Linked DNA regions of Cyprinus carpio: region 1 is linked to region 2. Evidence: chromatin contacts called from public Hi-C data. All regions are on one chromosome and are shown on one strand. The core of a region is the stretch at or near the end of the contact, and the rest is flanking DNA. Distances in the headings are between cores, read along the strand shown. Region 1 overlaps LOC109113235 (sodium- and chloride-dependent glycine transporter 1). Region 2 holds the start of LOC109113235 (sodium- and chloride-dependent glycine transporter 1).

Evidence for each region. Hi-C and Micro-C count contacts between places; a contact is called where the count stands out from the background.
Region 1: a Hi-C map of red blood cells shows a contact between it and region 2, with 7 times the contacts expected there. The contact joins the enhancer-like site here to the promoter of LOC109113235 in region 2. A contact is called at or near these places in 6 of 8 Hi-C or Micro-C datasets (liver, red blood cells and skeletal muscle).

The regions. Positions count from the first base shown.
Region 1 is chrB2:18,884,108-18,888,949 of ASM1834038v1, forward strand. It overlaps LOC109113235 (sodium- and chloride-dependent glycine transporter 1), which reads left to right. Exons shown (of 14, transcript XM_042718525.1): 3 at 2,147-2,303; 4 at 3,295-3,425; 5 at 4,725-4,842. Among protein-coding and RNA genes, the nearest start is that of ccdc24, 26 kb to the right of the region's middle. Within about 2 kb of position 2,949, at least 1 of the 8 cell types and tissues checked has an H3K27ac peak or open chromatin away from gene starts, as enhancers often do.
Region 2 is chrB2:18,848,584-18,853,704 of ASM1834038v1, forward strand. LOC109113235 (sodium- and chloride-dependent glycine transporter 1) reads left to right here and starts at 2,099. Exons shown (of 14, transcript XM_042718525.1): 1 at 2,099-2,203. LOC109113233 reads left to right here. Exons shown (of 6, transcript XM_042718528.1): 6 at 1-399. The coding sequence ends at 60.

The sequences.
Region 1 (4,842 bases), core at 1,699-4,198, 36 kb after region 2:
GTCATGACAACTCTCTGAAGATTTTAGCATGGTAATGGATATGATATGTTAATGTATTTTGTCTTGGCAGAATAGATCTGCTATGCTGCTGCTTATGTTGATGTTGCTGTAGCTGTAGATTAAAAGTCGGTCCATCTTCCAGGTGTTCTGACCTCAAGGATCCCACCTGTTTTGGTGTACAGGTGCCCAGCTGCTGAACTTTACCCAGTCTTAGGTCTAAAAACAGCCTTAAACAATGTGTTTGTCTACTGATGCCGAAGAAATCCCTTCAGTACTCTCTTTAAATATGTAGTGGCATGGCAGTATTTGCTTACATCACATGGTCAAAAACCTGATTAATTTGCAGTGATGGGTGCATTTATTTGCAATAATCCATCAGAAATTACAGGATATTTTTTCAATTATGACAGATGTCACTGCCTTAACCTTACAGTGTTTGGTTGCCGCACCACCAATTTGCATTAAGTTGAGTGTTTCTCATTGTTTTGACACTCTCATCTCTCAACTCCCACAATCCCCTGCTCAAGTCTGTTACTCAGCTCCTGTAGAGAATGAATTGAAAATGCCTCCTCAGCTTCACTCACTCTGCTTCAGTGGACTTGTACAGTTAGACGATTTGCAGGTTCAAGAATAAGTGGTAGTTGTCTGTTCTCACTAGGGTTTTTGTGTTCGTGTTCAAGAAATGTTGCATTGTTTAATGCTTAACAAAATGAATATTTCATTTGGGCTAGAAGGCAAACTTTGGATTATTGTTCATTTTGCTGATGCACGTGTGTCTGTGTGATCCTGTGTGAAGCAATGTCCCAGGGAGCTCAGACTCAGATGCTGCATTGAGTCTAAATAGGTGTGTGTGTGTGTGTTTAGTGCCTTGTGTAACCTGAAGCAAACCTTAATATACCTTAAATAAAAAAACGCAGGAGTACTATTACAGCTGACCTCTTGCTACCATTCAAAATATTACAACACAGTTATACAGCCAGCTCATAATCTTTTTATATTTAGGCAGTCAGCATATCACAGCAGTGGTACTTCAACTAAAGAGTTTCTAATTCTTTTTAATTATTACATACACAGTTATTAACTCACATTAATTAAGTGACAATTACACTTGATGAAAGTTGTTACAATTGTCAGAATTAATTAAGTGACAATTATACTTGATGAAAATGGTGAAACACATAGTTAGTTGTCAACTAAGCATTTGTAAAGCAAAATTGCTCACTAGAATCATCAAGTGCAGCCTGGATTCATCCCAGAGCTGCAGGGAAGACCGTAAGCATAGTCGCTGAATGTTCATCTCCCGCAGTGTGCTCACTGTGCGGACAGAGCGCGTGCTTAGATCAGATCGTGAGCTTGCCTTAGAGGTCAACATGAAGAGCATCTGATGAGAACAGATGGAGAGAGTAAACTTTAAATCAGGCCGACAAGACCAAATGTTTGTCTTGTGCACATGACGGTGATTTCAGTTCACATCAAGTGCGCTCCAGCACACTATCTGAGCCCTCATGTGTGCTGGCATGCAATTTAGGAGTTTTCACAAAATTCACACAAACTTTCTGACATGTGACTAACTTCTTGCTCTCTTGTAGTTGTCTTCTTCTAACACATTTTTATTAGTAGAGAGCTATAGGAAGTCGTGGGACATGAGTTCTGAATTGACAACCCAAACTTAAACTTGCATCACCTTGGGAGCTCCATATGTTGGAGGCATGCGCAGTATCACTTCACCATGGCATTCACATTATTGTTTTAGTTTTGTTTGGGTGGTGCAGTTGGCTTGTGTCATGCTAAAGTTAACCTGAAACCATTTTATAAGAATTTATGTTTGCATTTTTGAATGACTTGGATGACCATATAATGCAAAAATGCTGTTTTCAGGACCATTTTAAGCAAACTTGGGGAGGTCCAAAAGATGATTTTAAAAAAGAAAACCACAATCAGTCACAGCAGCTAAAATATACTTTCACATGCATTCATAAATATTAACCTGGAATCTTAATGATGAGCATATTATGCATCAATTATCCTGTTACTTAACTCCTTTTATTTTCGATTCTGTTTTGTGAGTGCTTATTGTAAACAAAATTAGTTTACTTTTGACTCATGAGAGCGATTTTAATTTCATTCATACCTATGTCTGTTTCAGAATGGAGCGGTTCCAGGAGAGCCAGTAAAGAAAGATGAAAACTCCAGAAGGGGAAACTGGGGCAACCAGATTGAGTTTGTCCTCACCAGTGTTGGCTACGCAGTGGGGCTGGGAAACGTCTGGAGGTTTCCTTACCTCTGCTACAGGAATGGAGGAGGTGACCATTTTTGACTTTATTCTTCTTTTCCCATCATCTATCTTGTCTTTCTTTCTGTGCCTTTTCTGCACGGTTAAGCATTTTATAATTTCTTGCTAGATTCCTAAAATAGAATAAGTTAATTGTTTTTCATGTAAGTCTCAAAGTCTATGGACGTAATCGAAAGTAAAATTGATAGTATTTAGGTTTTTGTTTTTGTAAGTCATACCACTGCGTCCTTTCCAAATTTTTTGCTCCCTTAAAAGGTTACTCATTTGGTATCAAGTCTCATAACACACCTCACTTAAAATAGATCAAGCTAGAGTAAGCAAGGGTCTCTAGCAGCAGGTTCCCAATGACCTGGCCCGGAAACCTCTGCCCCATGATCTCATATTGCTAGAGCTGACTCTAATCGGAAGCTATACCCTGAATTAGCCCAGAATTCAGATAAGTAACTGAACTCCAGGCTCTTTAAACAAGGATGGATTATGGTCCTGTTAGGCCACAGGGCACAAGCAGCTTTTTTTGAACTATTTGTATGCATCTTGGATCATTCATTGCATTTCAATAGATCCATATTATAATTCAAGCAATGTTCACCTATCTGTATCAGGATGAAGTGTCTTGCTACTTGATGTTGGGCTACTGTGGGCCCCTCAGTTTGAGGCCCCTGATACATCAACCCCATTGCCCAGGGCCATACTCCGCCCTTGTCATTAAAATACACAAAGCAATGAATCCACATTCCATTCCATTATGCAGTTGAAATGCAGTTTGTCCAGTCAAAATTAGATCTATTGTTTAACATCAGGTGTTACTTGCTTATTTGCATAAGCATTAGGGAACACTATAATTAAAAATAGACCATGGCTATTCTTTGTGTCATTTTTAAACTACTTTTGTTTCCTACTATTTATGTGAATAGGAAAACCTACGTATCTGTCTTTAGCTCGAAGACTAACGTGTCAGGATAAAATGGTTATGTAACTCTGTGGGCGTTTTTGTATCACAGGTGCCTTTATGTTCCCATACTTCATCATGCTGGTGTTTTGTGGCATCCCTCTGTTCTTCTTGGAGCTCTCCTTTGGGCAGTTCACCTCCCTCGGGTGCTTGGGAGTCTGGAAAGTCAGCCCCATGTTTAAAGGTGAGCATGAGGCCATTAAAGGAGGTGTGAGAACAAAAAATATTTCAATGAAAACTGAAGTCACGGATAAATCTATGTGGGTTGGTTTGCCCTTTAGTGTATGGCATGACCTGTTTTACATGTTAAACTAGTAATTATTTTTAAATACACTCTTACAGCGTTTTCTTCACCTTAGGGTGGCTTGGAATTAGGGCTGTGCGATATGGACAAAAAAAACCTATCACGATTTTTTGATCAATTTTGCGATTTTGATTTTAATCACGATTTTGACACACACAGACATGCTTTACAGTCATAAATGCATTGCGTATACAGTATGTGTGTGCGGTTCAGAAGCAGCAGCGAGAGCGCGTTATTGTAACGCGAAAGCACATTAAAATAATGTGCGAGCGCGAATCTCTCCGCTCGCACGCAGATTTCCTTTGTTTTGTCACAAAACGAGACACTCGTGCTCAGATACACGCAGCTCTCGTCCGGAGAGAGTGCGCGCAATTAAAACATGTCTCCTCTCACTCGCTCACTCACTCACTCACTCACTCACTCACTCACAACTCTCTCTATGCTCATGCAAATCACAATTTTATTACGATTTCGATTAATCGCACAGCCCTACTTGGAATATCTAAACACTCCTCACAAAATCAGGAAGTGATCTGAGTTTGGTTTAGAAATGTGCCATGTGAATGCTAAATGCACCAGTTCCACCATCATAATTTCTTCAAGGCTAAAAATTTTTACTTTAATAATAGATATCAGTTAAATTTTTAGTCATTGTGGCAAACCTTTTCTGATGTAATTAATTTATTTATTGTGAATATTATGAATGAGGATAAACAAAAGATCAACAGAAAAAAAATATTTTTTTCCACAGCCAGCTTTTCCTTCAATCATTTATTCACTTCATTTAGTCACTCGCTCAGTTCATATAGTATAGTTTAGTTTTATTTCGTTTAGAGGGGTTCAGTATTTCTACTGCCGCCATAATGTTTAATTCATGAAAACAGGCACCACCTACTGGTTGGTATGTTTGGCACATACTGTTGAAATTGGGAAATGCAGAATATGATTTAATGCTTTATTGTGTTGCAATGCAATATTTCAGTATTTTACAAAATAATCCGATTTTCATCTAGATTTATGTACCATATCATGCAATCCTAATATACGTTTTTGTGTTCACTGTTGTTGGTTATTTTTGATGTTACATCACAGGTTTCTCAGATGAGTCTGTTGGTTTCTGGGTTTTCAAAACTAAATATCCGCTAACCAAATTGTAATTTGGTTGTTCTCTTTCCTTCGGTGTGGGCTATGGAATGATGGTGGTCTCGACCTATATTGGGATTTACTACAATGTGGTTATTTGCATTGCATTTTATTACTTCTTCATGTCCATGACAAACCTGCTGCCCTGGACGT
Region 2 (5,121 bases), core at 849-3,348:
TGCGAGAGAGCTTTCTCCCGCTCAGATCATTTGGCTCTGCACATGAAAAGGCACATGTAAAAAAAAAAAAAAAAGAGAGAGAGAGACTATATGTATTTTAACCGACAAAAGGATTTTATATTGTTAAGACAATTCCTATTTTGGGACAGCAGTTATATGTGAATAGCATTATAATGTCATTTGATTTAAATTATGACAGTATTTAATAGAAGAAAATTCTTGTTCATTTAGAAGGTAAATTATGTAGTGCTTTCCCAGATGTATAAAAACGGGGCAGAACCCAAACTTTTGTAAATATGTGTTTTTTTTTTTATTCTCCATTTATACATTTGTATTAGCCTAAATCAGGGAGTATTTTTTCATGGATTTTCAGAATTAAAAACATTTTATTTTTTTGTATACTCAGCTTTTTGTCTCATTTCTTTATGCTTCTTAATTTAAATATGGTGAGTTACCACCGTGAATTGTATTAAAAGTAGGCTATATATACGCAAAGAACATACAGCACAAATCATTGTTACACCACTTAACACTGGGCGAAATAAGTAAAGCTTCATGTAAGTTGATAATAGAAATTCAAAAGGTCTACACTCTTCTACATATATTCAGATTTGGCCATTACTGTCTACAATGTAACTAAGCCACCACTTATTCTTACTGTTACCAAAACTAAAATCAAGCAATTTACTTCTGTAACATCACCATCATTGTCAACAATTATAATCATCACAAATGTTGTAAAAATAACATAAGCAGTTCAGAACACAAATATTCCTTCCCTTATGCATCATCTTACTGCTATTATTCTTGAAAAGCTACAGTATATCGCCCTCTGCTGTCTAAAAATAGGTAGGCAGTTTAGTCACAGAATCTCATATTGGTCAAACCAGTGGAAGGAAGGTTGTCAAGTTATTTTCACTGACTTGAATTTTATTACAAATAATAACAAGAGACACGTGTGTCAACTTATGATAAAACAAATAGTCTACAACAAAAGCCAGAAGTTCAGCAATACCTAAAAACTGTTCATAATTAAATAAGAGATAATAAAAGTTTTTATTATTAAATCTGTATTTGTTGATTTATTTGTATAATTTATTTAATTGTAATTTTGTGACTTTTTGCCTCCTTTCTTAAAACTGCCTTTATATACTACCTGGCTACTGTAAAATTGTAAGAGATTCAATAAAGAGAAAACAAATTTACAACAAAAGCTTTAGTGCAGTCTCCCTCTGCTGACAGGAAGTCACACTACATCAAAACACCTTTGTTCAGCTACACTGTCACTGTACACTGTACAATATAAAACAATTACTTTCCACATTCAAATACATATTGAAATACAGTGTCAAAAACACATTTCAGGCAATTAGAGCAGGATGCAATGTCGTACAGCAGAGTTTGTAATATAGTCATTGGGTCATTCTGTGTCAACTCAACCAAAGAAAAAAAAAAAAGGTTAATGGTGAAAGAAAATCATAAATTAAGAAGAAAGCCTAACTAGTCAATAGATGTAGGCTATATTTAGTGTTTAATTAATTTTGTACAGGGGGTTAAAATGGTGATTTTTTTTGATTTGAAGCCAAATTACAGGTGCATAAAATGACTGTAGGAAGATGGCAGAATCATTGATATTTTAATACAATGACTGGTTGGTCTATTAGTAAAATCTGTTGACTTTAGCAATCTTTGTTGCATTAAATGCCAATGGTGACAGTTCAAAAATGGAAAGAAATCCTGAATACTTGAGAGCCTGTAACTCAAGTATTAAAAGTATCTTAATATCCTTGGATTTTTGACCACTGAAATCGTGTACAATTTAACAATTTATTGTTTAAAACTTTCTGAAGCCATTTTACTCCCCAGTAATCTGACTCCAAGTTGGAAATTGTCTTTTTGACCCCTCTAAGTGGATTACCCACTTAATATACATTTATTATTTTTGTTTTCACCAATATTTATGTTTGTTTTAAATGTTAACAAAATAAAAAAAAAATTGAGCCGGAGAAGTTTCTGAAATTTGGTTAATTTGACAAAGAATGTTTAATTAGGAATTTGGTAAAGTTTATCCGAGGGTATCGATTTCTACCACGAGATGGCAGTCTTTCCTACGCTTTGTCTCTGATGCGCCTGCTGATGCAATGCCTCGCATAGTTGAGCACACACTGGGCTACACTAACAAAGATGCTGCAAGTGTTCAGAGGTACTGGTGAGCAAGATAAAACTCTAAAAACATATTCATCTAACTTTGGCTTATAGCAAGAATTCATTTAAATGTTTTTAAAGTTAACCATATTGCTCCCAATTTTCCCAAACAGTCATTTAACTATTAAAACGTTAAGGCTACTACTGAACTAATGACTTAATTATCTAAATAATGATGCAGACAGAATATGCAGATTTATTGACAAACCAGACTTTTTGTGGGATTTGGTCTCACAGCTTTCAAAGGTTTCCTTTGACGCTAATAACCATGCTCCATTTTCATAAAGATTTTATTTAGAGATTTTATGACTGAGCTGTTTGCATAAGTGGAGGACTAATGACTACAAAGATTAAACTTTTTTCTATTTTTGTGCAAGGTTATAGACACACATTGATGTTGTGTATCAAGATAATTTAGGTTTAAGGCTTAACTACCAGAGTTAGAAGAACCATGATCTTCTGCCTCTTGGGTGAAACAATGTATTATCGTTGTGTATGTAGGCCATTTCCTCTTTAGTGTGGTAAGCTAGAGGGACCAATGGCATACCTTATATACAGCTAATGTTGTCTTTTGTATTGCTAGCCTTTGTTAAACCCGGCTCTACACTGCGCAACGGCGCGTGAATGGGGAAGCGTGTGTATCCTCCTTATAGCGTCTTCCAGCATCATTTAGAAAATAAAAAGGTAAAGAATACGTGTCTGTCGCTATATGTCCTCATTCACCCATGATATTCATTCCACGCTCACATAAGTTATTGTGTTGCCTGCGAACTGGGTTGCTATGCGACAAGGCAATATGTTTAACGTTTGGTAGCACACCTCGCACTCTTTTTTTTTTTTTTTTTTTCATTTGTCATATTTGAAAGGATTCAGAAGCCAAAAATAACTGATTTAGGAAGTACTAGTCTAATAATTTTTTAAAATCTAAATCTTTATTTGCAGTGTACGTCCGTTACTCAATGACAGTCGCAGGTCTAATGTCTACAGGAAACATCCGCAGCAACACACGTGCTCAACACTACCGGTAAATTTTTAGTTAGGCTAGTTATAATATCTTGATCTCAGTCAGATCCTCTGTTAAGGTGATCTGCCTGGCGTCTTCATCATAACCGAAATTATTGATTTGATTTCATTGATTTTTATTCCGTTTATCATGGTCCAGATTATTTAAGAGGTAGCCTATTTTATGTCTGCGCATGTTTGTTTTCAGGCAAAAATCAGTACGCTAGCCGTACCATTACTGCTTTGTAATCACATTATCCTTACGTCACTTATGAAAGCCTTGAATGAATCTTAAAACTAACACATGCGTTCTGGGGGGGTGGTCTTTGGTCGAGGGGCGGGGCCACATCTGAACAGCGTGTTTGGGATATTGGAGGTTTAACAAAGAAATGTCCATCAGTTTAAAGGGTCGTGTTCAAAACTTTCCAGACGCCGGTACTCCTCTCAGAGCATTTGCATCAGATCCACTCTCAGTGCTGTCTTCTGTATGACACCAAGGAGCGAGCGGTGGTAAGACCAAAAAATACTACACGAGATGTAGCTTACAGTCGAGTGATTCTTCCGTATTTTATTTCATAACACTAGGAAGAGATTGGTAGGTTTAAAAAAGTTTCTGATAATCAGTTGTTTGAAATTTAACTGTTTAATAGATTTGTTAAACTATCGCTTATTATTCGTTTCAGATCAGAATGTTATTAATAACAGGTATGGGTGAAATTTTAGCGGTGATGCTGTTTATACGTTTTGCACCCTACAAGCTGTAGAATAATTACATCCTTTAATGGTATCTGTTTATTGGGCTTATCATTTGATTACATATGGAGAACCGGTTGAACCTGTATAATTTCTCCATGGCACACATGCGGTTAAAATTTTTCCAGTGGTTTAAAGTCCTCCCACAAACACCCCCCCCCCCCCCCCCCTTTCAGTTTTAGTTTTAGTTTTAATTAAATGTTAGCAGCTTTACCATACCTTTAAATATTTTTTATCATGGGTTACAGTGTATAGTCAGCTAGCACTCGTGGACTCTTACTACTTTAGGCTCAGACACTCATATGTCATTATTTTAATGATGCACGTGTAAACTGTCTTTTTAATTAAAATTAGATTAATCTCAGGATATTACAGTACCCATACATTCCGTACAACATTTTTGAAAGTGAATATTTTTGTGTACAAACACAAGAATAAATGCCTTTCTTATATATTGTCACAGGAACTTGTTACACAACTTTTGATTTCCAAGTGTCATATAAAATTTACATTTATTCAAAGTCACTTACAAATGAGAAACGCAAGTACTCTAACCTTAAGTAAGGTGGTTTCGATGTCATACTAGACAGAACATACTGCCTAGAACATACTAGAACTCTCTTAGTTTGAGTGTATAATTAGCAATAGTACTTGATTTAACCTGAATATTCTTTCCGGTGCTTTTCAGAATGATGCAGATATTTAGTTATATTATTTCAACACGTTCAGTTTTCTTTTTATTGTTAATTTAGTAATTTTGTCATTCAGCACATGTAATACATCAGGATCTGGTATGTATTACAAGAAACAATATTCTTCTAATTGTTTTTAAATATAGTGGTGATAAAAGAATCTGACCATTTGATCAATCTTTTATGAACTAAATTTATATTTTTCCTTTGTAAATGCATGAATCTGCTTCTTGCATTGAAAGGCCTGTGCACTAGTACAATCTGTAGTTTCTTCGTTCTGCCATTAGGGTCTAAATAAAACATTTATTTCTTCCTTTTAGTTTCCTAAAAAAAAAAAAACAATTCAGGAAAGAGGCTGTGTGTAAACAAATAAAAGACCCTCCTCCAACATTCAGTTGTGCACAGGCCCCAGTGGAAATGAGGTTCACCGGTGATGTAACAGATTGTTGTAGCATACTTTGCTCATGCA